Linked DNA regions of Mus musculus: regions 2, 3, 4, 5, 6 and 7 are each linked to region 1. The links are chromatin contacts, called in public HiCAR-type and promoter capture Hi-C maps. All regions are on one chromosome and are shown on one strand. The core of a region is the stretch at or near the end of the contact, and the rest is flanking DNA. Distances in the headings are between cores, read along the strand shown.

The links. Promoter capture Hi-C pulls out the DNA fragments that hold promoters and counts their contacts. HiCAR-type assays count read pairs that join an accessible place to other places.
Region 2: a contact with region 1 is called in a promoter capture Hi-C map of liver, with 5 times the contacts expected there. The contact joins the promoter of Jak3 here to the promoter of Zfp963 in region 1. A contact is called at or near these places in 3 of 39 promoter capture datasets (hippocampal neurons and liver).
Region 3: a contact with region 1 is called in a HiCAR-type map of astrocytes, with 2.6 times the contacts expected there. The contact joins the promoter of Slc27a1 here to the promoter of Zfp963 in region 1.
Region 4: a contact with region 1 is called in a promoter capture Hi-C map of liver, with 6 times the contacts expected there. The contact joins the promoter of Bst2 here to the promoter of Zfp963 in region 1. A contact is called at or near these places in 3 of 39 promoter capture datasets (liver and pre-B cells).
Region 5: a contact with region 1 is called in a promoter capture Hi-C map of pre-B cells, with 4 times the contacts expected there. The contact joins the promoter of Gtpbp3 here to the promoter of Zfp963 in region 1. A contact is called at or near these places in 4 of 39 promoter capture datasets (hippocampal neurons, liver, neutrophils and 1 more) and 1 of 115 datasets of contacts at active chromatin or transcription factors (pancreatic cancer cells).
Region 6: a promoter capture Hi-C map of neutrophils shows a contact between it and region 1, with 4 times the contacts expected there. The contact joins the promoter of Ushbp1 here to the promoter of Zfp963 in region 1. A contact is called at or near these places in 4 of 39 promoter capture datasets (cranial neural crest, liver, neutrophils and 1 more), 1 of 115 datasets of contacts at active chromatin or transcription factors (microglia) and 1 of 9 other capture datasets (adipose tissue).
Region 7: a promoter capture Hi-C map of pre-B cells shows a contact between it and region 1, with 5 times the contacts expected there. The contact joins the promoter of Myo9b here to the promoter of Zfp963 in region 1. A contact is called at or near these places in 3 of 39 promoter capture datasets (liver and pre-B cells).

The regions. Positions count from the first base shown.
Region 1 is chr8:69,748,371-69,751,419 of GRCm38.p6, reverse strand. Zfp963 (zinc finger protein 963) reads left to right here and starts at 1,458. Exons shown (of 4, transcript NM_001200023.1): 1 at 1,458-1,588. The coding sequence starts at 1,586.
Region 2 is chr8:71,674,989-71,678,037 of GRCm38.p6, reverse strand. Jak3 (Janus kinase 3) reads right to left here and starts at 1,655. Exons shown (of 25, transcript NM_010589.6): 1 at 1,455-1,655.
Region 3 is chr8:71,569,087-71,572,135 of GRCm38.p6, reverse strand. Slc27a1 (solute carrier family 27 (fatty acid transporter), member 1) reads right to left here and starts at 1,542. Exons shown (of 12, transcript NM_001357182.1): 1 at 1,248-1,542. The coding sequence starts at 1,414.
Region 4 is chr8:71,536,060-71,539,108 of GRCm38.p6, reverse strand. It overlaps Bst2 (bone marrow stromal cell antigen 2), which reads left to right and starts at 1,637. Exons shown (of 5, transcript NM_198095.3): 1 at 1,637-1,981; 2 at 2,675-2,750. The coding sequence starts at 1,682.
Region 5 is chr8:71,487,142-71,490,190 of GRCm38.p6, reverse strand. It overlaps Gtpbp3 (GTP binding protein 3), which reads right to left and starts at 1,463. Exons shown (of 9, transcript NM_032544.4): 1 at 1,351-1,463; 2 at 873-1,120; 3 at 677-763. The coding sequence starts at 1,403.
Region 6 is chr8:71,394,223-71,397,271 of GRCm38.p6, reverse strand. It overlaps Ushbp1 (USH1 protein network component harmonin binding protein 1), which reads left to right and starts at 1,471. Exons shown (of 13, transcript NM_181418.3): 1 at 1,471-1,558; 2 at 1,803-1,932; 3 at 2,101-2,222; 4 at 2,462-2,897. The coding sequence starts at 1,879. Babam1 (BRISC and BRCA1 A complex member 1) reads right to left here and starts at 417. Exons shown (of 9, transcript NM_026636.2): 1 at 252-417.
Region 7 is chr8:71,271,130-71,274,178 of GRCm38.p6, reverse strand. Myo9b (myosin IXb) reads right to left here and starts at 1,465. Exons shown (of 40, transcript NM_001142322.1): 1 at 1,350-1,465. Haus8 (4HAUS augmin-like complex, subunit 8) reads left to right here and starts at 1,589. Exons shown (of 11, transcript NM_001163042.1): 1 at 1,589-1,895. The coding sequence starts at 1,867.

The sequences.
Region 1 (3,049 bases), core at 209-2,708:
CATGTAAAAAGGAAAAGCCCAAGTAATTTTCTATTCCCCAAAACCATGACAAAGGAAAACGGCTGCAAATGTGATTCAGTGGGGCCAGGCTCCATCCCAAGAAGGCAGCAGAATTTGGCCATGATGTCTGTGTGGTTCTGACTTTAGAGTCAAGTCTGTAACTATGGAGAGTGTATGGCAGTGTAGTCCCTGCATGGAAGGTACTGAGAAGCTATTGTGAGTCATTTTGGAATTCAAACCTGGATTTCAGTGGAGATCCTAGAGCCATGAGACATCCGCCAAGGAGAGAATTGTCTTGAGCCTTAGAAGATATTTGGACCTTTAAATAATGTTGAGACTGTGAAAGTCTATGGGGACTTTTGACGGAGAACCAAATGCATTTTGCATTATAGTATGGTCTATGGGGGCCAGGGAGTGGAAGGAGGTGGTTTGAATGAGAATGGCTTCCATAGGCCATGTTTCAGTGTTTGGTCCCCAGTGATGGAACTGTTTGGGAAGAATTGGGTGCAGCCTTGGTGGTGGAGGTGGTCTTCGAGGTTTTAAAAGACTTGTGCCATTCTCAGTGGATTAAGGTGTGAGTCCTCAGCCTGTGGCCAAGCCTTAACAATACCAGCATGGACTGTTACACACTGCACCTCTAAGCCTGGTTAAACTGTTTTATAAGTCACTTCAATCATGAAGTTTTATCATAGCAACAGAAATGTAACTATGTCAGGCAAGTGCCCTTAATCACTGAGCGATCTCTCCAGCTCCTGTTTTTTTTTTTATCAACTCTAATTTTGTCTGTTTGTTTGCATTGGGTATGTTTATTTGTGCAGGCTAGTTTTATGTCAATTTGACACAAGCTTGAGTCATCAGAGTGGGGAGCCTCAATTGAAAATGTCTCCATGAGCTTGGGCTGTAAGCAAGCCTGTGAGGTCATTTTTAAAAATTAGAGATTAATGGGGGGAAAGCCCATTGTGGCTGGGGCCATCCCTGGACTGGTGGTCCTGGGTTCTCTAAGCAGCCGTATTTGCAGACAGTTTGGAGTCACCCGATGTGGGTTCTGGAAATTGAACTTGGGTCCTCTGAAGAGCAGCATGTGCTCTCAACCTCTCAGTATCAACTGGAACCAGAGTGGTCTGACTGGCCTCCTAGGTCTGAGGCACAGGGGCCATTGTATTAGACACTGAGTTGGTAACTGGACTGCTTACGAGAACCATCTGGTACCCTGTTAGACTAGGAAGTGCTTGCCGAGTTCACTGAGACAGCAGGGCCCAGCTCTCCAAGAACAAGAACAAGTTCTGCGTCAATGTAAATTCTCCTGACCATATGCTGGAGTAAAAGGCAGGCAGTCCAGGGCAGAGACTGCCTGGTCATCACTTCAGCTCCTGCTGTCAATCAGCAGTCGCTGGGCGGACCTAGCCAATCAGGGCCTTCAAGCTTACACCACTCAATCAAGAGCGAGGTAGGGCAGTGGGAGGCGGATTTTCTCTGTCCGCCGTGTTGTAGACTGAACTCCGTGGCTCAGGGAGGCCCCGTGGGTGCGTGTGCTGCGCTGTGGCCGCCGCTGTGAGGGGAGCACGGGCAGCTCGGAAGCCGCGACATGGTGAGCGCAGGGCCGCTGTCCCAGGTGGAGAGGAGTGGCAGCTATCGGTAGCTCTTCGCTTGTGCGGCGTTAGGCCCGCTGCGGTTGGCGGCGACTAGGTCGCTGCGGCTGTGTCGCTCCGCCCTTCGGCCGCGTCTGCGCAGAGCTCAGGGCGCCGCAGGGGAGGCCCCGCCCTCCGTGTCGGTGACGTCACGGCCACGAAGTGGTTTTTGTGTTGTACCCTGAGGCTGTTTGCTGAACTCAAGGTCCTGCCGGTTCCCCTGAGTTGTCTTCACATATTGGTGGAGAGTCCACTTTGAAATACTTTTGTGGGAGTTGTAAACTCTTAAGTTTTTGCTTATTTATGCCTATGTTGGATAGTATTTGTGAAGACAATTACTCTCCTGAGTTTAATTTGCTCTTTTAAAAGAACATTGACTATTTTGTGAGGTTCTTTTTTTATACTGTTTTGTAGATAAATTAGTTTCCAAATATTCGTACACTATTATGATCATTAAATTTCTTTGTAAAGATAAAATCTTTTATTTGTGTACTATTTATTTAGAATTGTCTGGAACGTTGAGGGTTTTTTTTCCCCCTTTACATATAAACCTTAGAACGGCTTTCTGCTGTTACACAAGATGTTAGCATTCTTGTTGGGATTGTGTTTTGAATTTATAGTGTAAATTGAGGAAAGCAACATCTTGGTGTTGTCTTCTATTTACTAGGCCAGTGCATATTCTTATTTGATTTTTTTTTTCTTTTTTCTGGACACTGGATCTCTCTGTGTCAGTGGTTCTTTACCTTTCGGTTAAGACAATCAGAAAACACTAATTCCCAATGGCTTTAGGAACTGAGATACTGCTCAGTTACAACATTACAATTATAACATAGCAACAAAAATAATTTTTTGGTTGGGAGTCACCTCAACATGAGGAAATGTATCAAAGGGCCGCAGCGTTAGGAAGGTTTAGAGTGACTGCTCTATGTATTCCTGGCTGTATGGGAATTTGCCATGTAGCTCAGGCTGGCCTTGAGTTCACAGAGATCCCTCGTCTCTGACTCCCAAGTGCTGGAATTAAAGACCTGTGCCACCGTGCCTGGCTTGATTCATTTTTGAAAAAGAAATTTATCTTCATCCAAGGATCTTTGTGAAATTTAGTATATGCTTCTCTTTGTGTCTCCTTTGAGCTGTGGTGCTACATACTCGGGGAAATTGCTAACCATTCAGTTGCTCATTGCTATTATACTGGAAGATGGACTTCTTGTGTTAATCTTGTATTCAAGAAGATTTTTTTAAAAAAGATTTATTTATTATTATAAATAAGCACACTGTTGCTGTCTTCAGACTCACCAGAACACATCCCAGTGGTTGCTGGGATTTGAACTCAGGATCTTCAGAAGAGCAGTTAGTGGTCTTACCCGCTGAGCTATCTCCCCAGCCCCAAGAAGTTTTCTTATTATTTCCTTGAGTTTTTGTTG
Region 2 (3,049 bases), core at 406-2,905, 1.9 Mb before region 1:
ACCATCTTGACTGGAACCAGAAGCTTCTGTGATGGGTGTCCTGTGCATAAATCTGTAGATATGCGCACAGGGACCTATGTTGTCTCCCAACCCTTTCTGGTCTCTCTTCAGCCCATTTAACCCCATGTCCAACATCTATTTTATGCTCCTCTTTGGTCCTCACAGTAGGGAGGTTCTCTGCAGTGGCCTGTGTGAAAATACACTTCCCACCCTTCAGAGCTGCTGAGGGCAAGGGGTGGGGCCTGGGCCTGAGAGAAAAGGCAGGAAACAGCCCTTCAGCTGCTCAGACCAGTCCTCAAGGCCAGGAAGAAGGCTCACAACCAAGTCCAAACAAAGCTGTGAAAAGGGTATGCTAACTGCATAAATTTGCCCTCTGGCCTCTTCATGTGCACCCCTCCCATGATAAGACAACAAAAGTAGGCATAGCAGCACACACTTTTGACCAGAAAACTCCAGAGGGGGAGGCAGAAGATTAGAAGGCCAAGGCCAAGAAGGGCAGTGGTGGCACACGTCTTTAATCCCAGCACTTGGGAGGCAGAGGCAGGTGGATTCTGAGTTGGAGGCCAGCCTGGTCTACAAAGTGAGTTCCAGGACAGCCAGGGCTACATAGAGAAACCCTGTCTCGAAAAAAGAAAGAGAGAGAGAGAGAAGTCCCAGGCCAGCGCATGAGACTGTATTTTAAAAAATAAAAAAATCTAGCTTGGCGGTGGTGGTGGTGCATGCCTTTAATCCCAGCACTCTGGAGTCAGAGGCATGTGAATCTCTGTGAGTTGGAAGCCAACCTGGGCTACAGAGTGAGTTCCAGGGCTACACAGAGAAACCCTGTCTCAAATCGAGAACTGAAGAAGTCATTAACCTATTACCAGAGGTGGTGGTACACAACTGTCATTATATGTTCAAGGTCAGACCCTGTCTCAAGAAACAAATTAGGGTGACCAACATGGCTTAGGGAGTAAAGACGCGCTTGCCACCTAGCCTGCTGGTCCCCAGGATCCACATGTTAGAAGGCGCGAACCCACTCCTCTGACCTCGGAACATGTGCAACGCACACACACGCAGAATAAAACAGATTAAAATGTTATAGAAGTGTACAAAAATAAAACCATCAACATTGTCTTCCCTGTTCTTTTGCTCCTGGGAAGGCTGCAGGAGGATTGCTATGAGTTTGGGGCTACATAGTGACTTCTAAGCCAGCAGGGCTACGGACGGAGAGCCATCCTCAAAATATAAGACATAAAACAACAAAGCGGACACGAATATTAAAGAAGTATGAGATTATACCAAATGGAAAGTTCAGGCCCTTTACTTCCCCACTCCTAGAACAGGGAGGGTGGGGTTGGGGAGCCCGCCGCGCATGCGCGCTGCTGAGCCGCCAATGCGGTGTCTAGGCAGCGCCCCGCTCCCGCTCCCGCGCCCGCACACCCGCGCCCTGAACCTGTGCCCCGCGCTCCTACCTGCAGCTGTGCCGAGGCAAAGGACAGCCGAGGCTGCGACAGGAAAGTCCCTGCTCCTTCCTGTGCGGCCCCTGAGCTTCCTGGCCGCCGTCATTTACGGAAAGTCAGGGCGCCCTGGGGGCGGGGCGGGGCGGGAAGCCCGGGGGAGACTAGAAACCTGTGCCGCAGGCCACCCTTCTGGGGTGGGAGCTGTGCAGAGACAGAAAGGCTGGGGTGCTGCTGGGGACCTGAGCTTACAGAGCACTCCCCGCCTCGGGCTCCTGTCTTTGCATGTCCTTGGAACAACCTGAGCCAGCCCGGGCAGGGACTTGCTGCGGCTAGAACACATTTCAGGCTTCAGTTTCCACTCCGCCTCCAACCTTTAACCTCCTAAAAGACACACTGCGTAATGTTTAAAAAAAAAAATTACGGGCGGAAAAAAACCAAACCTCTGGGCCTCCAGTCCTAATGAACTAAGAGGGGCCTTCTCCTGGGAAGCCCACCTGCTTGCTGGGCGTGCCCCCACTTCCTCTGAAAACCTCGCCTTTTATTCTGCTCAAAAGCTATGAGATGAGGCTTGCTAGAAGGCTGAGGAGTATACGCTATCGCCACACAAATCGACTTGAGTTCCATCACTGGAACCCACAGGTACAGCTTGGAGGATTCTGAAAAGAACTCCTAGGCCTCAGATGGTGATGGCAGGAGCCCGTTCTCCAGTCCTCCATCCCTGGCTATGCACCCTGGTGCCTCCGTTTACCCATCTGTTGCCAGTGGCAGTGTCTGCTGCATGGGGTAGAACTAAGAGTGATCCTGGGGGAGAGAACTGTGCAGCTGTGCTTCCCTAAAGCATGCCAAGTTCTGTTCTCAGATGCCCCTCCTGGTGGGTGCCTGGGACCCAGAGCATCCACAAGTCCTTTAACACCACACACAGCAGGTCAGGCCTCTGTCTGAGAGAGGATGACGTGAGGAAACAGATGCCAGGAATGGAAACGTGAAGAGATAGCAGGTGTGATGCAGACGATGAGGCAGAAGACTGGCAGAACAAACCAATATGTGCCACACAGCTCACTGGTGGAGCTCCTACCTAGAATCCCCCAGTGAGGGGCTGGGGACACGACTCAGGGGTGGAACATTTGCATAAGCACCAATACCTGAGATTTCATCCCAGTTGCCATGTAAAACAGCTGGATGGAGGTAGGAGTATGGCTGGGTTGTTACTGGCCACCAGCATAGCTCCTTCTCTGGCCCTACCCATGTAGGACACGAAGAAGACACCAACAGGCCATTGTAGCACATGTGTGACAATCCCACCACTCAGGAGGCCAAGGCAGGAGGATTGCTGCCAGTCTGAGCCAAGCCTGGTCCACATAGAAAGTTTCAGACCAGCTCAGACTATACAACTAAACCTTGTCTTACAAAATAAATTTTAAAAAAATTTTAAGAAAAGAAGAAAAAGGCAACTGTTGGGTTCTGTTACAAATAGTTCAAAGCACATGGAACATAGCAATATTTGTGAGAAGCAAGAAGCAGCAAAATAAGGGAATTAAATTTGGGGGGCAATAGGGAGCCTGCAGGGCCTGTCATCCTCCATTCTGTCCTGGAGTGGCCTCACCTCT
Region 3 (3,049 bases), core at 293-2,792, 1.8 Mb before region 1:
AAGTTCCAGACCAGCCTGGGAAAGAAAGACAAGACAGAGGAATGGGGAGAAAGACAAAAAAGAGAAAAGGAAGAAATGGGAAACTGAATTTCATGAAAGCCTGTCTCCCAAGGTAAAGCAAAGACTGAGCCTGGGCTCAGTGGGCAGAATGCAAAAGTCCTGTGCTACACCCTGGCACAGCAGCAACCTCATGTGTCACCCTAGTACAGGGGAGATAAAGGGAGAGGATCGGGAGTTCCAGGACAGCCTGGGCTCCATGAAGAGTTCCAGGCCAGCCTGGGCTACATGAGAGCCCATTTCCCAAAACAAGACCTGGAGTCCTTGGGAGCGACTGTCACTCCTCACAGTGTCATCTCTGACCACATGACTAATTTGCTTCAAATGAAGTTTCTTTGCTTCTTTAGGAGAAGAAAAAACAGAAAGAAAGAGAGAAAGAAAGAGAGAAAGGAAGAAAGAAAGTCAATCCAGGAAGCAAAGGCAGGTGAGAACCACTAAAAAAAAGAAAAGAAAAAAAGAAAGAAAAAAAGAAAGCTCAGAGCCAGTAAGTCTGTGACCCCCCATTCCACACCATTCTGCTCTGCCCCCACCCCCATAAACCTGTTTCCTCACTCTTAACGATGCCCAGTCTGCCTCCCTGAAGATCTGTGAAGGCACCCAGATGGTCCCACAAGGGTTGACCTGAGACTTTGAATTCCATCAACACTAAGGTTACCCCAGAAGCCTCCATGTTCCCTGCACACCCTGACTCCTCAGAGACGCTGTGCATACACTGTGCATACATAGAGACCGTCCCACCGACCCTGAATAATAGTCAAAGTTCCACACTCACATGTTATCTGAGGGGCCAACACTACAGATTCTTTAGACACCCTAGTCCTGTAGATTCCGCAAGATGCTCCTTCACCCCAAACCTGTTCATTCCAAGAATCTGGACAGTGGGTCACCCCACTAATCCCACAGAAGCCTCTCACAGTCTACACCACGCCACCGGAACCCCTAGTACTCTCAATACCCACCAGCTACCCACTCTAACGGTGGCAAACGACCACCCTAACAATTCCCCCCAGAGTTCTGTCTTCTGCAGGACCCTGCAGAGCCCTCCAGTCAGTCATTCCACCTTCTGGCCCCAGCCCAGACAATAAAACCAAATTCAGGCCATAAGGGGACCCTCACACCACCCTGCAAGACTCTAGCTCGCCCGAGGGCCATGCATCCACGACCCCTAAATTTCAACTCCATCTACTTACAAGAGGTCTCGCCTCGCCGTCTTGCAGACGATACGCAGAAAGCGCCAGCCGCCGCCACCCACGTACACACAGAACGCCGCCGCCGCGCTCCAGGTCCACGGAAGTCCCAGAAACCAAAGCAGCGCCAGTGAGGCCACAGAGGCTGTTCCTGCTCCAGGAGCCCGCATCCTGCGGAGCACACAGCTGAGACCGCAGGTACCGCCTCCCACCTAGTCCTGATCCCGCCCAGGTCACGTCACAGACCCTGGCCGCGTTCTTTTTCCACACTGTAGCCTAAACCCAAACGCTTTTACTACAAGCCTGGCCCCGCCCCCAGCGTGTACCTTAGTATCAGGTCCCGCCCCGCCGCCGCTGAGCTAAGCACCAAGAAAGCCAAATCCAACCAGTTTACTTAACATTGACCGCCTCAAGGCCTGGGATTGGCTACTTCCATATCAATCTTTATCCTCCGCCCATCAAAGCCAGACCTCCCCCCTTCCCCAAGCACTGACCACGTGGCTAGACACCCCCACGGTCAAGCTCCACCCTTGAGCTTCAGCCCTCCAAGCCTGGGGTCGCCTAGTAACCCGCACACACCTAGGCCCTTCGCAGCCAATGGTCCAGGCCATGCCCTAATGTCGCCTCATCCCTCCTCTGTGTCTCAAAATTCACTTGTTATCCTCATGCTTATCCGGCCTCAGAGGCTGGGTGTTCCTACAAGGACAGCCTCCATCATCCCCCTCATCATTAGGCCACGCCCCAACTGAGGCCTCTTTCTCCGCCCACATTGGGAGCCTCAAATCAAAGTCCGGCAACCTGATCGAGGCTCCTCCTCCAGATGAAGGCCTGTGACCCCACCCCCCTAGCTCACAGGTGATCACTCTACCCTCAAATCCCTCCCTACAGGTGAAGCCTTTGACCCCGCCCTCAGCAGTCCCAACATTCCGCCCCCATCCGCACCTCCGCACTGACCCGGGCTACGCGCCAGGTGATGCCTATGGCTCCGCCCACAGGCGCGGGCCCGCCCACAGTCCCGAGACTATCTGGCATTCGGGACCCAGATTCTACCTGAGCCTCCCGCGTTGCCTCCAGGCTTCGACAGTCACTGTTCACAGAGAGGCCCGGTCCGTGCGGCCCACCTAGTCCCGCCCCAAACCTTCCAATCCGCGGCCAAAAGCTCTCAGCCCCTCAACCCGGCTCCGCACCGGCCGACCCCCTTCCGGAAGGCTTAGGCCATCGAGAAGAACCGCGGGCCAGAGAGCCCGCAACCCAACGAGACTCTCAAGCTAGAGCGGCTAGCCCAGGGTACCTACGAGTCTCCACGGCAACCAAGCGGTGAAAACAAGCAGGTGCTGAAGGCGGGGCTATGGCTCCAGGGGTGTGGCTCCGTCCCGCTAAATCCCAGAAAGTCTGCAAGATCCCCATCCCTGCGCCCATGACCCACTCCCGCCCAGCGCCTGCCTGTGCTGGAGCTTGCCTGATCCAGCTTGTCCTAGATCCAAGCCCCGAGGCTTCTCAGCATTCCAGACTCCGAGAAAGTCGAAATTCACACCCGGGGGTGGAGAGAGCTGCAAAGGCAGCTCTTTGAGATAAGGAGCCCCCAAATCCCAATTCTACCTCCCAAACCTTAACAAGTCACATCCCATTACCCCAGGGCTCACATCAGCTCCCATCCTCCCTCGACATGACCCTTTCTTGCACGCCAGGAGCACCCCCAAGAGACCGTAATGCACCCCAGAATCTCTTGTTGCTCCCCAAAGGCAAGAGCCCCCTCAAGCCATGTTAGCATTCCAGAATCCTAAGCGCCTATCCAGAGGCGCCCC
Region 4 (3,049 bases), core at 388-2,887, 1.8 Mb before region 1:
TTGAGGATCCCAACTTATGCATGTGCATATACATATACATATACATATACATATACATATACATATACATATACATATACATATACATATACATATACATATACATATACATATACATACACATATATTCCAAGCCCCAGGACGAGAGCATCTAATTCTTAACCTTTGAGTAGAGAAGGCTTGCAATCATATAACAATAAAGACTCTCTTTGTTCTTGCATCAAACTCGAAATTCCTGATGTTGTTCTGGGGTTCCTGAGAACTGGGCATAACATTGGCATTTCATCTAGGCTCCGCCCCACAGTTACCTGGCAACAGCCAGGTGTGCCTGACTCACTATAAAAGGGGCTGCTTGCCTCTTCCTCTCTTTTCTCCTCTTCTAGATCTTGCTCCCTTTACCCTCTTCCTCCTCTCTCCCCATTCCCCTCCCACCTCTCTCTCTACCTGTTCCCGGCTAGCCTCTACTCCTCTACTCTCTCTCTCTCTCTGCCTTTCTCTGTCTCTACTAGGCCCTCAACTCCCCTCCCCATGCCCTAAATAAACTCTATTCTATACTCTACATCCCATTGTGTGACTGGTACCCTGGGGGCCTCAGCCTGGGCCTGCAGAAGCACCCTCTTCCCCCACACCATACCACACCCCCATCAAACATATCCCTGGCTTCTTTTTCTTTTTATAAAACACAACACCGAGTCCTCCTATGCAAACTGGTCTTCACAAGGACAGAAAACGTAATCTCTCCATATACTAGTGCTTTGGCCACACAGTTTCAGTCCTGAAGAGAACCCCTTGACTGAATGTGGTCTGCCCTATGTGTCCTCAGTAAAGACTCCATAGTGTTTTGAGGTGGGTACCATTCAGGACATTCAGCGGAGCCAGGGAGGATTCCAGAGTAGTGGAGCACACCTGCCATCCCAGCACTCGGGAGGCAGAGACAGAAGGATAGGAAATCAAGGACAACCCCTATGCTAACTCCAGGTCATGCTTCATGTCACTTTTGCCCAAAGCCAGGCCAAGCCCTCTCTGAGTGCCTGGTGCTCACTGAAACACTCCTTTTTTACCCCGTTCACAGAGGTTTTCCCGCAGGCAGGTTTTCCCCGCCAGGTTGCTCCTGATGCCAGGACAAGAGCTGGGAGGCACACTTTGCTACCTGGCCAGGCTTGGTTTCCTGCCCGCTGCTCTGTAGCCACTATTCTCAATATACAGATTCTCAATAGCTCCCACGATCCTTTCGTGAATGGAGACCCCTGACCTCAAACCTTGGCCTTTGGTCTTCAGTCCACAACTGAACCTTGAAGTCTTAGTTCCCCTTCTAGGAGACCAAACCGACAACCGGCCTGTCTCTGCCTCCCAAGTGCTGGGGTTAAAGGCGTGCGCCACCACCGCCCGGCGGACAGCCACTGTTAAGTCGAGTCCCAAGCCCACAGGCACCAGGTGACTGGCCAGCGAAGGCCAAGAATTTGAGTTGAATTCCAGAAGTTTCTCTTGCTTCTAGGGGCATTCCAGGAAAATGAAACTGAAAGGCTGCAGTTTCTCCACTAGCAGTTTGCAACCCGGCGGCTCTAGAATTGCGTTGGACTCCTGAAGTTGCTATTTGCTAGAAGCAGTGGTGGGGCGGGGTTATGCTAATAAGGGCGTGGCCTGGAAAGGGTTCCTGAGCCCTCTAGGATCGACGGATCACATGGCGCCCTCTTTCTATCACTATCTGCCCGTGCCCATGGATGAGATGGGGGGGAAGCAAGGATGGGGCAGCCACCGGCAGTGGCTGGGGGCCGCGATCTTGGTGGTCCTGTTCGGGGTTACCTTAGTCATCCTGACAATCTACTTCGCCGTCACAGCGAACAGCGTGGCCTGTAGAGACGGGTTGCGAGCGCAGGCTGAGTGCCGGAACACCACGCACCTGTTGCAGCGCCAGCTCACCCGCACCCAGGACAGTCTGCTGCAGGCCGAGACACAGGCAAACTCCTGCAACCTGACCGTGGTAAGCCTGGAATCCGTCCCCTCCAGTGGCTTTGAAACAGCCAAGCAAGTCCCCCACCCCCACCTCGAAGGCCAGCTACTAAAGACTGAAATCCTGGGAGACCTTAGAACTCCCTACAGCTCTGCAATCAGGGGCCTCAGTATCCTCCCTTCCTTTGGTGACTCTCCAAACTTTGTGTAGAGTGCTTGAGTTGGAGAGCTCGAACCTGACTTAGGGACCAGCATTTGGCTTCACTGGGATATCACTCAGCCCTGATTGAATTTTTTGAAACAGGGTCTCCTAAATTGCTCCGGCTGTCCTAAAAGTCACTCTGTAGACCAGGCTGGCCTCAAATGCTGCCTTTCAAGTGCTAGTATTAAAAACATGAGCCACCACACCTAGCAAATTATTGAAACTTTTAATATGTCTCTGAGAGACCTTGTCTGGGAAGCCCGGTTCTGCTGTGTGTTTGTGTAGGAGAATATCTGGAACTTTCTACTAGGGGTTAACTACGAAGAGTTTTCAAACTCCTATGTGGGCACTTAAAATTGCCGTTTTGGAGATTACACCTTGGTAGGACTGGGTGGATACGGAGAGTGTTGGAGGGGAACCTGAAAGGGGCTTTGCTTGAGAAGGTCTCAGATGCCTTTGCCTGGAAGTTTCCTAGGGGCCAGGACAACAGCCAACCCATGTTTGTGCCGCTTTTCTGATCAGGTGACCCTTCAGGAGTCCCTGGAGAAGAAGGTGTCTCAAGCCCTGGAGCAGCAGGCCCGCATCAAGGAGCTTGAGAGTGAGAGGGGGGCAGGGGGAGGGGGAGGTCCAGTGGAGCTGGGAGGGAATAGCTTAGGCCTCCAGGTTGGGACTTGGGGAGAGGTGCTGACCCACATGAAGGGGTGGCAGGGTCATGAGCCCACTGCTTGGAAGTTTGGTTTCTTCCCAGAGACAGACAGAGTGCCAGGGATGAAGGAATAAAGCTTGGGGAGTGGAAGTAGGGGTTTATGTCAGCAGAGAGCAGAGGGTGGGTAGGAAGAACGTTGTCAGGAGGGTGGAGGCCACAGATCTGCTGGGTTTCCCAAGTGTTCTCTAAAC
Region 5 (3,049 bases), core at 214-2,713, 1.7 Mb before region 1:
GAAGCTCACTGATTCTTTGGGCTGGACCCTAATGGGTCAGTGGTCAGTTACTGGGTGTGACCACCACACCCCATCTGGGGGATGTAGATATCTCTCTTAGAACCCAGGCCAGCAAGCTGTTGAGGTCACCTGCAGTTGCCCCTCCCCATCAGTGCTGATTACACACGCAGGCCCCAGACTGACAGAGTGCTGGCCATCAGGGGCTTCCTGTGGCAAACTTGTTGGATGAACACACATTAAGTAAAGGTGACACAATTCTTTCTGAAAAGGCAAGACCCTCCCTATCCCCACCACCCAGAAATCACAGAAAGCCTGGTTGTACGCTGGTACATCGTACCAGCTACTCATCAACTCCCTAAATAGGACTTAGCACTTCCTCCAAACAACTACCACCAAACATGCACTTGAGTCTGAGCTTTCCTCAAAGTCCTCCCCATGCTGAAGTCTCTGCGTGTGTGTGTGACACCAGGAAGTCAAAAGACAGCCTGCAGGAATCAATTCTCACCTTTCACCACTCGGGTTCACATTTGGCAACAATCACCTTTACTGGCAGAGTCATCTAGAAGGCCTGGGTTAATATGATACATCTCTTCTCCCAAATGACAATGTGTTTTGCAGTCTATCTCCAATACCTTTTAGTCTCCCCCAGGAACAGTGCCACTCAACAGAGCCTCACCCAATGCCTGCAAGACACCGCTGACCACCGCAGGACCTCCGTGTACGTGAAACTCCACGCAATCCTCACCCGTGAAACTCTGGGGTCCTTGTATGGAAAAAAGCAGAGTTAGGGGATGGGCACGACCCGGGCTGACTCCTGGAGGGGACTGAGACCCGGACACGAGCGCCGTGGGCTCCCGGATCCGGCCCCTCACCTGGGAACCAGAGGACGAGTGAGCGGTCCAGTGGCTCCCCGGAGCACGGGTGGCGGAGAAGGCGCAGGCAGGCTCTGCGGGCAGGAGGCGGCTCCTGGAGCGCCGTGAGGCTGCGGAGCGCGAGCCCGCTAGCTGGACCGCTGGTGCGGATCACTGCGATGGCGCAGCGTCCCTGGCCGGAGCTGAGTGCGAAGATGGTGCTGCTGGGGACTAAGGACTCTGCACTGGTGCTGCAGCGTGCGCACAGCCTGGAGATCGGAAAGGAAACGAGTAAGCGCATCCAGAAACCCGAGCCTCGGGGTGAACATGGACGGAGGGATGGTCGCCCGTTGATGCCCAAGCTGTACGAGCGGTGGCCAGGCGATGGGCTTGGAAAGACACGGCAGCTGCGGGAGGAGGAACGGGGTCTGGAACTTCAGGGGCAAACCTGGGTCCTAAAGCAACGTCTAGCGCGTGACAGCGGGTCCGTGCCACTCACCTGAGGGGCGCCCACGCCGCCTGGGTCACCAGGGCGCTCAGCCCACGCCACATGGATTTCCAATTTTGCAAGCACCTTGGCCGACACTCCCGCAGGGCTTCAAGTTCGGGAAGAAAGTCCTGCCCCTTTGCGGTGTGACTTAGCGGTACGACTCTCAACTACCATTGGATCGCCTATAGGAGGTCCCGCCCTCTATCTATAGATTTTGATTCCTATTGGCTGATCCAAGGGAAACGAAGTTGGGATGCGGGTGTGTACAACGCAAGAGTGTCCCGCGGAAACACAGAGCAAAGTTTTCGGTTCCTAGAGCAACAGGTATCTGACACAATAGTGGGAGGAAGAAAATGCAGGATATATCTCAGCGGTGGTTCGAGCCCTTCTTTTCCTTGTGCCCATTCCGTAGTCTTAGAGAAGCTAAGAAGCTATGTGTGCGCTCCGACTGTAAAGTCCATGAAAGGCAGCGCAGAAGGCACTTGCTGCCAAACTTGACAATCTGAGTTCTATCCCCGGGATCAGCTTAGTGAAGGAGACCAGACTTGTGCAAGTTGTCCTTTCACCATCACGAGGGAGGTGGGGTCGGGGTATTCTACACCCAGTTAGAGACAGAAAACTCAAAGCATCTTAGTGACTGCAGGGGATGAGTTCCGGGAGAAGCCACGCCCTAGGTCAGGGAAAATCTGGTCCAAACTTCTGGGAAGTTTCTTCCTGGCCCTTCTTGTGTCTCTTCACTGATCCCCGCTACCCCATCTTTGCCAGCTGCAGCTCCTGGGCAAGTATCTTTAGCCAGGCGCCATCCCCAGGCAAGGAAGCCTTTCTGGCGGTTCCAGCCCAGCTCCAGCCCTGGCTTCCCCGCCCTCTTCGGGGTCCCGGTTGGCCGCAGGTCCGATGTGTGTTCCGGGATAGGCATCCTGGGGCCTCCAGTTAACTTCGGGTTAACCCGGGACAGCACTGAACTGCGGGGTGAAGGAGCAGGCTCGAATACCAGGTTCTGGGCGGGCGGGGCTTCGCGAGCGCCCTCGCACTGCCAATTCTCTGGTTCTCGACTTGTGCGGGCGGGCGCTCTTTAGTTAGTGCTGCCGGGTACAGTATAGTCTCAAAGCCCTCAGGTTCCCATCTGCCCTACTTTCAGTCTGTGAAACAGGGACAGTGACGTTGTCCATCTCCTGTGGTCCCATCTTTTTTGTTTGTTTGTGTGTTTGTTTTTGTTTTGTTTTTTTCGAGACAGGGTTTCTCTGTGTAGCCCTGGCTGTCCTGGAACTCACTCTGTAGACCAGGCTGGCCTGGAACTCAGAAATCCGCCTGCCTCTGCCTCCCAAGTGCTGGGATTAAAAGCGTGCGCCACCAGTGCCCGGCCCCCGTGGTTCCATCTTAACACGTTTAGAGCAAGTGCTCATTACCTACTAAGTGCTCACAGGACTTCAGGGTGGGCCACTCTGAAGTGGGAAAACATGGGAGATCAGGGCTGTGGGTTTTGGTGCTTGCTTCTAAGTCTGACGACCTGAGTTCAATCCCCTGGACCCACATGGTGGAAAGAATCAGTTTCCACAGGTGTCCGTCCTCTCACCTCCATACACTCGCCAAAGCGCTCCTGCCCACAACAAACAAACATTCTTTAAAAATCTGGTATCAGGCTTAGCTTTGTGGTTGAGCATTTCCCAGCAAGCTGGACTTTTGACAGCCTCCCTTCCCACCTAGGATC
Region 6 (3,049 bases), core at 222-2,721, 1.6 Mb before region 1:
CCCAGTTGCCTGGTCACTGGGTATTCGACCCATTAAGGCCTCCAGTGGCTCCCACACCTGGGAGACTTGGTTTGTGGAGCCGAAAAGATACAGTTGAAGTTTCCCAAAACTACTTTTCCCCTGAGGCGGCGCCGGTCCGGTCCCTAGGGAAACACAGGAAGCCCAAGTGACCCTGCGATGGATGCGCGGTTTTAGGGGTGGCATCTCGGGACCTCGAATCCCCCACCCCTAAGTCCTCAAGAAGAACGAACCTGGAGCTACAGCAATCCGGGTCGAAGTTAGACCACGGCGACACAAAGCTCACGCGCGTTCACAGTGCCGCAGGTTCCACTCTGTAGCCTGGGCACCGCGGCCAGTCAATCAGGACTCTAGGAAGCCGCCATCTTCCTGGCCGGAAGTTTGTGCGGCGCTGCCGAGACACCTTCTGGGAAATGTAGTTCAGTGGCCCTCGGGACATGGAAGCTGATAGGCTGAGGCGTTCTGGGGGTGTGGCTTGGAGTGGCTGGAATGGGGCTGAAGATGGGTAATACTGGGAGTGGGTGTGATCTGTGGTGGATAGAAGCAAAATTGGGCGTAATTTGTAGTTCCGGTTTAATCACGCTATGGTTCTCAAGGCTTCTGCTGAAATAGGACAGAAGCCTGAGCTGGGCGGGGCCGTTTGATGATTGACGGGGTAGGACTTGGCTTGGACTTGCCAAAGGCCTTCTCAGTTACTTATGTAACTTAGGTTGGCATTCATTCACTAGTACCTTGATGAGGACTGGTGGTGCACACCTGTCATCCCAACACTCCAGAGACCCGGAGACGAAGATCGGGCGTTTAGACCAGGCTGGGCTAAATGAGACGCTGTATAAAAACTAAAATGTAAAGAAAAAGTAAAGAAGGCAGCAGACACACTGTGGACAAGCTTATTGTTGCCAGTGCCTCCAACCGCCTGATGCAGCAGTTCAGACTCATTGAAGAGAAACGTTGTGGGCTACTGAGCAGGTGCAGGCTCTTGCCACCAATCCTGAGGGGCCTGAGTTCGATCTCGGAGACAAGTAGGACCACCACAGACAAAGATGAGTAAAGCAAAGTAATGAAAAATAAAAGCTGTGCAAATGCTGAAGCCAACTCCTACAGTTTTGGTTTTTTTTTGGTTTTAGAAACACACACACACACACACACACACACACACACACACACACACACACACAAAGACCTTCACATTAGAGCGAGTCCTGGTGAACAGGGGACACAAAAAATCCAAAATGAAAATGGAAGGTTTGGCCTCGGGTAAGGGGATACTGATATCTTTAGAGCGGGACAAAGGTCCTGGTCCTCCATCCTCCTCCCGTTCTGGAGGAAGCCGGCATCCTGGAGAAGGAAACGAAACAATAACTGTCCATGTGATCAGGGTAGGGGGGCTTCCTGTTTCCCAGCCCCTCCCGGGCCACTTTTGGCTATCGCAGCCTCAGTAGCCAGTGGCCAGAATGGCTTGAGATATGCCCTGGATCTCAGGCCTTTCCCAAGGTGCTCTGGAGAAGCAGAGAAGAGCGCAGCAGGGTCAACCCCCAGGGTGAGGGAGTTTGATGCTAAGAGCCGTAGGAAGAAAGAGGATTTTAGGGTCCCTACCCAATGCTTCTATGGGGGGTGGGGCACAGATAAGAGAAACGCCTTCAGACAGCTGAGGGGAGAAGAATGCCCAGTAGAGATGGGGGATGGGGGAGTAAGGAACAAGTAGATAGTTAGTGGGCACTATTGGAGAGGTATATGAATATTTAAATGTGTCAATCGGAGTAGACACCCCAAAAATCCTACAGGAAACAAAAAAACAAAAAACAAGGATTCTAAGGTGACGAAGGCAAGAACTGAAAGCAGACTGTAGTGACAGAGGCAATGAGTGCCCGGGCCACACGGCCCCGAAGCCGTCGAGGGAGGCATCCTCTGCCTGTAAGTGTGCCCCTCTTCCTGCCACACTCAGTCCCATGGATCCTGGGAACCCAGGCCTGCTAGGCTCAGAGCCCGTGGTGGTGTAGGGGAGTCCTCCACAGGTGGAGCTGGATATGATGGCCAAGAGACTGTGTGTGTGTGTTGGGGGGAAACGGGGTTCATTCACAGGGGGAGCTAGACCCTGTAGCTGAGAGCTCAGAGGAAGTAGATGCCAACAATGGACGCTTCGAGACTAAACCTGAGCTGCATCAGGAATACCTTGGTCCTGGCCTTCAGAGCCCAAGGAACTGGTAGGATGCATTTAGTATGTACCCTATATTCTAGCCCAACACCCCAACACCCCCCCTGCACAAAGCTGCCTCCTGCCACTCACCTGCCCATTGCCTCTGCTGCCTGCCTCTCTCCTCTTCCTGTTTATCCTCCAGCCATGCCGCTCATTCCCTACTCTACCTTCCTAGCGACCCTAGGGTTAGCCCTCCAGGTCTCTTCTGAGCCTCAGGTGGCTGGGGTTCCCCCACTATCTTCACAGGATCAAGGAGGGTTGTGATGTGGGATCCCATGCGGTTCTATCCTTGAGCCCAGAAGAACAGTGCGAGCCTGAGGTGGAAGCCCACCAGGTCCTGCAAGAAGCCCCCCTGGATAGTGGCCCTGCTGAGATATCAGTACCCAGTGTGTATGAGACCTTGCAGTGCAGGCTGAGCTCCCTTGAGGCAGTTGTAGCTGCCTTGCGCCACCACTCGCTAAGCTTTCCAAAGTCAGTGGAAGCAGAAGACAGAGACCAGGGGGCTCCGGGGCCCTTTGGTGATGAGAAAGAAGACGCAGGACCTGGACAGCAGGAGGCTGCTCGCCTCATAGAGAGGAACGCCTGGCTGCGGCTAGCCCTGTGCAACCGGGAGGATGAGCTGGCATGCACTCAGGCTTCACTGCAGGACGCCCAGGCAGAGAAGGAGACTCTGCAGAGACAGGTAAGCTGGTGACTGGGGAAGAGGCAGATCCAGCCTTGGGAGCAGACACACTGATGTGGAACAGTGACAGATGTGCCAAGGAAGTGACCAACAGAGACAGCACAGTGAGAGGGAGAGCAAGGAAGACAGGCAGGCTGCACCCCATGATCTTA
Region 7 (3,049 bases), core at 216-2,715, 1.5 Mb before region 1:
CCTTCCTGGGGTCTCAGGACCAAAAAGTCTTCGATATTCCAAGGGGCATGACTTGCACCGTGTGCCCTTGGGCAAGCTAAGTTGAAAGATTTCTTCCAGAACATTCTTGAAGTGAATGGGGCAGTCATGTCTCTAAGGCTTCCTTTATATCCAGATTCCTGTACCAAATGGAGCTCTAAACCTGGCCTCCTTTCAGCAAGCACACAGCAGACAGGGAATACTGGTAAGGGGGGGGGGGGAGAAAGTGATGCCAATCAAAACCAGGCAGCTCCAAGGCCTTGTAGGAGCAGAGAGGCCGGTGACAATAACTTTATAGTTGCTCATGCCACCTCCAGCCATTCCTTGACACCTTAAGATACTGAAGTCTCAAAGACTAGACAATACCCAACAAGGTAAGGAGATACAACCTGAGGGGCTGCTAGGTGGATGTCTTAAAGTGCTGGAAAATGAGCCAAAGAGGCACAAAAGGACTCCCCTATAAAGCCTTGGGAGTTAGGGTCCCTAGAAAAAGAAGGGAGGGTTTGTTGGCAGCTGTGACTCCACGGGGCTGAGATCTCTGCCACCGCTGAGGTATACATTTCCTGTAAGTCATTTAAAAACAAAAAACAAAAAACAAAAAAACGTTTAAGTCCAAGGATGTGACTCTCTTGAGAGAGTGGCTTCCACCCTACCGGCTCCCTTTCTTCTGAAACGCAGTTCGGGTGTCAGAACCCCACCCCCACCCCGCAACCTCCTCTAGAGTCCAGCTACTCTTTTCTTGAGCAGAAAGTGATGTGCCTATCAAAGCAGAGAGAGAACCCAGAGGGCGCTGGGACTCGCCCTGGCGGATCACCCAGCTGTCCGGGAGTGAAGTCAGGAAGAAGATGAATCAAGAGGGGAAGGCGGGGGCGAGTCTCCAGAGGCTGCACCCCGTCATCTCCCTTTCCTCCTCCTCTCCACTCCTCCGGCCCTCTGAGGAACTGTTTTTGCGTGTCTTTCCAGGCCCACTCTTTTAGACGTTCCAGCCCCAACAGTGGGTTGCCACAGACCGTTTCCCATTCTCTGAGAGCCCGGCGCCTCTCTGACACCCTAGGGCTCAGACCGCGAGTGCAGAAGTCCCTTTCCCTAGCACGGCCCCTCGGCTCCGCCTTCCTGGCCTCCCCCGTTTCCTGAGATCCCCCCAGATGCCACCTTAGCCACGTCCTCTCCTCAGCCGCCGCTGAAAGACGCGGTAAGCCCGCCAGTCTCAACCCCCTCAGCGTCCACGCGTCCCCCAGGCCGCATCCTGCCCTCACGTCCCACGACTTCAGGAGCAACCCGGTGCACAACCCCGGCTCGGGTCTCCACTCACGGCCGCCGCGAGAACTTACCTGGACCTCGGGCCGCTGCGCGCCACCGGTCCCCGGCCAGCCTGCCCGCTGCTCCCGGCCGCCCCGCCCCGAAGCGACCAGCCTCGCCCGCCGCTGCACCGTGCGATTTCACTTCCGGGTTCCGGAGGCGCTGAGTGGGCGGGCGCCAACTCGTCGGAGAGGCGGGGCGACTCGAGGTCCCGCCCCATCTAAAGGCGCGCAGCGAACGCCCTCTGCGGTTGGTGCATTCCAGATGCTAAGTGTTCCACAGCTGAGAGGGGCGGGCGCTATGATAGTCACGCCCCTCCCCAGCAGTATTTTAGCCCGCTCAGGTTGGTGCCGGAAGCCCACACGTCTGAGGGACACCTTGGAGCCACGCCCTTTTTCGGCGCTCTTGGCCAGGCTGAACGAACTGTAGCAAGCTTGGAGCCCGCCCCGCGGCTCGCGTGAAGAGAGCACCCTCCGGCTTCCAGCACTACTCCCTGCCTCCTAGCGGGCGGGACCCTGAGACGCTTGCCTTTGAGTGGAAGGCGGGAGAATGGCGGATTCCTCAGAACGGGACGCAGGGTGAGTTGGGATCTCAGAAGGGCGGAATTTAGGGGCTCCTGTGGGTTGGCCAAAGACCAGATCCTGGGCTCACAGGCAGCGGAGCTGGAGAACTGGGATCTTATGAGCCAATGCCCGAATCTCTCCCAGACCAGAAGCCCAGGCTCTGAGCCGCTTCGGTGCGTGCTGGGGAGCTGGGGTCCCAGATGCAGTTCAGAATTGGGGTTGTGCGTGGACTTTGGTGGACATTCTCTCTTTTTCCCCTTGGAGACAGTGGTGTTTTTTGTTTTTTGTTTTGTGTGTGTGTGTGTGTGTGTGTGTGTGTGTGTGTGTGTGTGTATGTGTGTAGCTGATCCGGAGCTCTGTAGACCAGTCTGGCCTTGAATTCACAGAAATCTGCCTGCCAAGTGCTGGGTTCAAAGGCATGTGCCACCACCACCTAGCCTTCCTTTTTTTAAAGGAAAAACGTGACCCTACATGGTAGCACGACTTTAGTCCCAGCACAGACCTTTTCCTAGGCCTCAGGAGCTCTAGGGTTGCTTGTCGCACTCCCCTTTAGCCCTGACTCACTACACCCATGGGTGTTTGCTTAAGAGTCTGAAGGATGAGGGTCACGGGCTATTGTGACTGTATACAGCAAAGGACACTCTGTGAAGGTCAAGTGGGTGAAACAAAGGCTCTTGCCACCAAGCCTCATGATCTTATTTTGATCCATGGGTTTCATATGGTGAAAGTAGATAACTGATGTACTGGCCAGTTTTGTGTCAACTTGACACAGGCTGGAGTTATCACAGAGAAAGGAGCTTCAGTTAGGGAAATGCCTCCATGAGATCCAGCTGTAAGGCATTTTCTCAATTAGGGTCAAGGGAGGAGGTCCCCTTGTGGGTGGTGCCATCTCTGGGATGGTAGTCTTGGGTTCTATAAGAGAGCAGGCTGAGCAAGCCAGGGGAAGCAAGCCAGTAAGGAACATCCCTCCGTGGCCTCTGCATCAGTTCCTGCTTCCTGACCTGCTTGAGTTCCAGTCCTGACTTCCTTTGGTGATGAACAGCAATGTGGAAGAGTAAGCTGAATAAACCCTTTCCTCCCCAACTTGCTTCTTGGTCATGATGTTTGTGCAGGAATAGAAACCCTGACTAAGACAATTGACTACGCATTTTGTCCTCTGCCCTCCATGT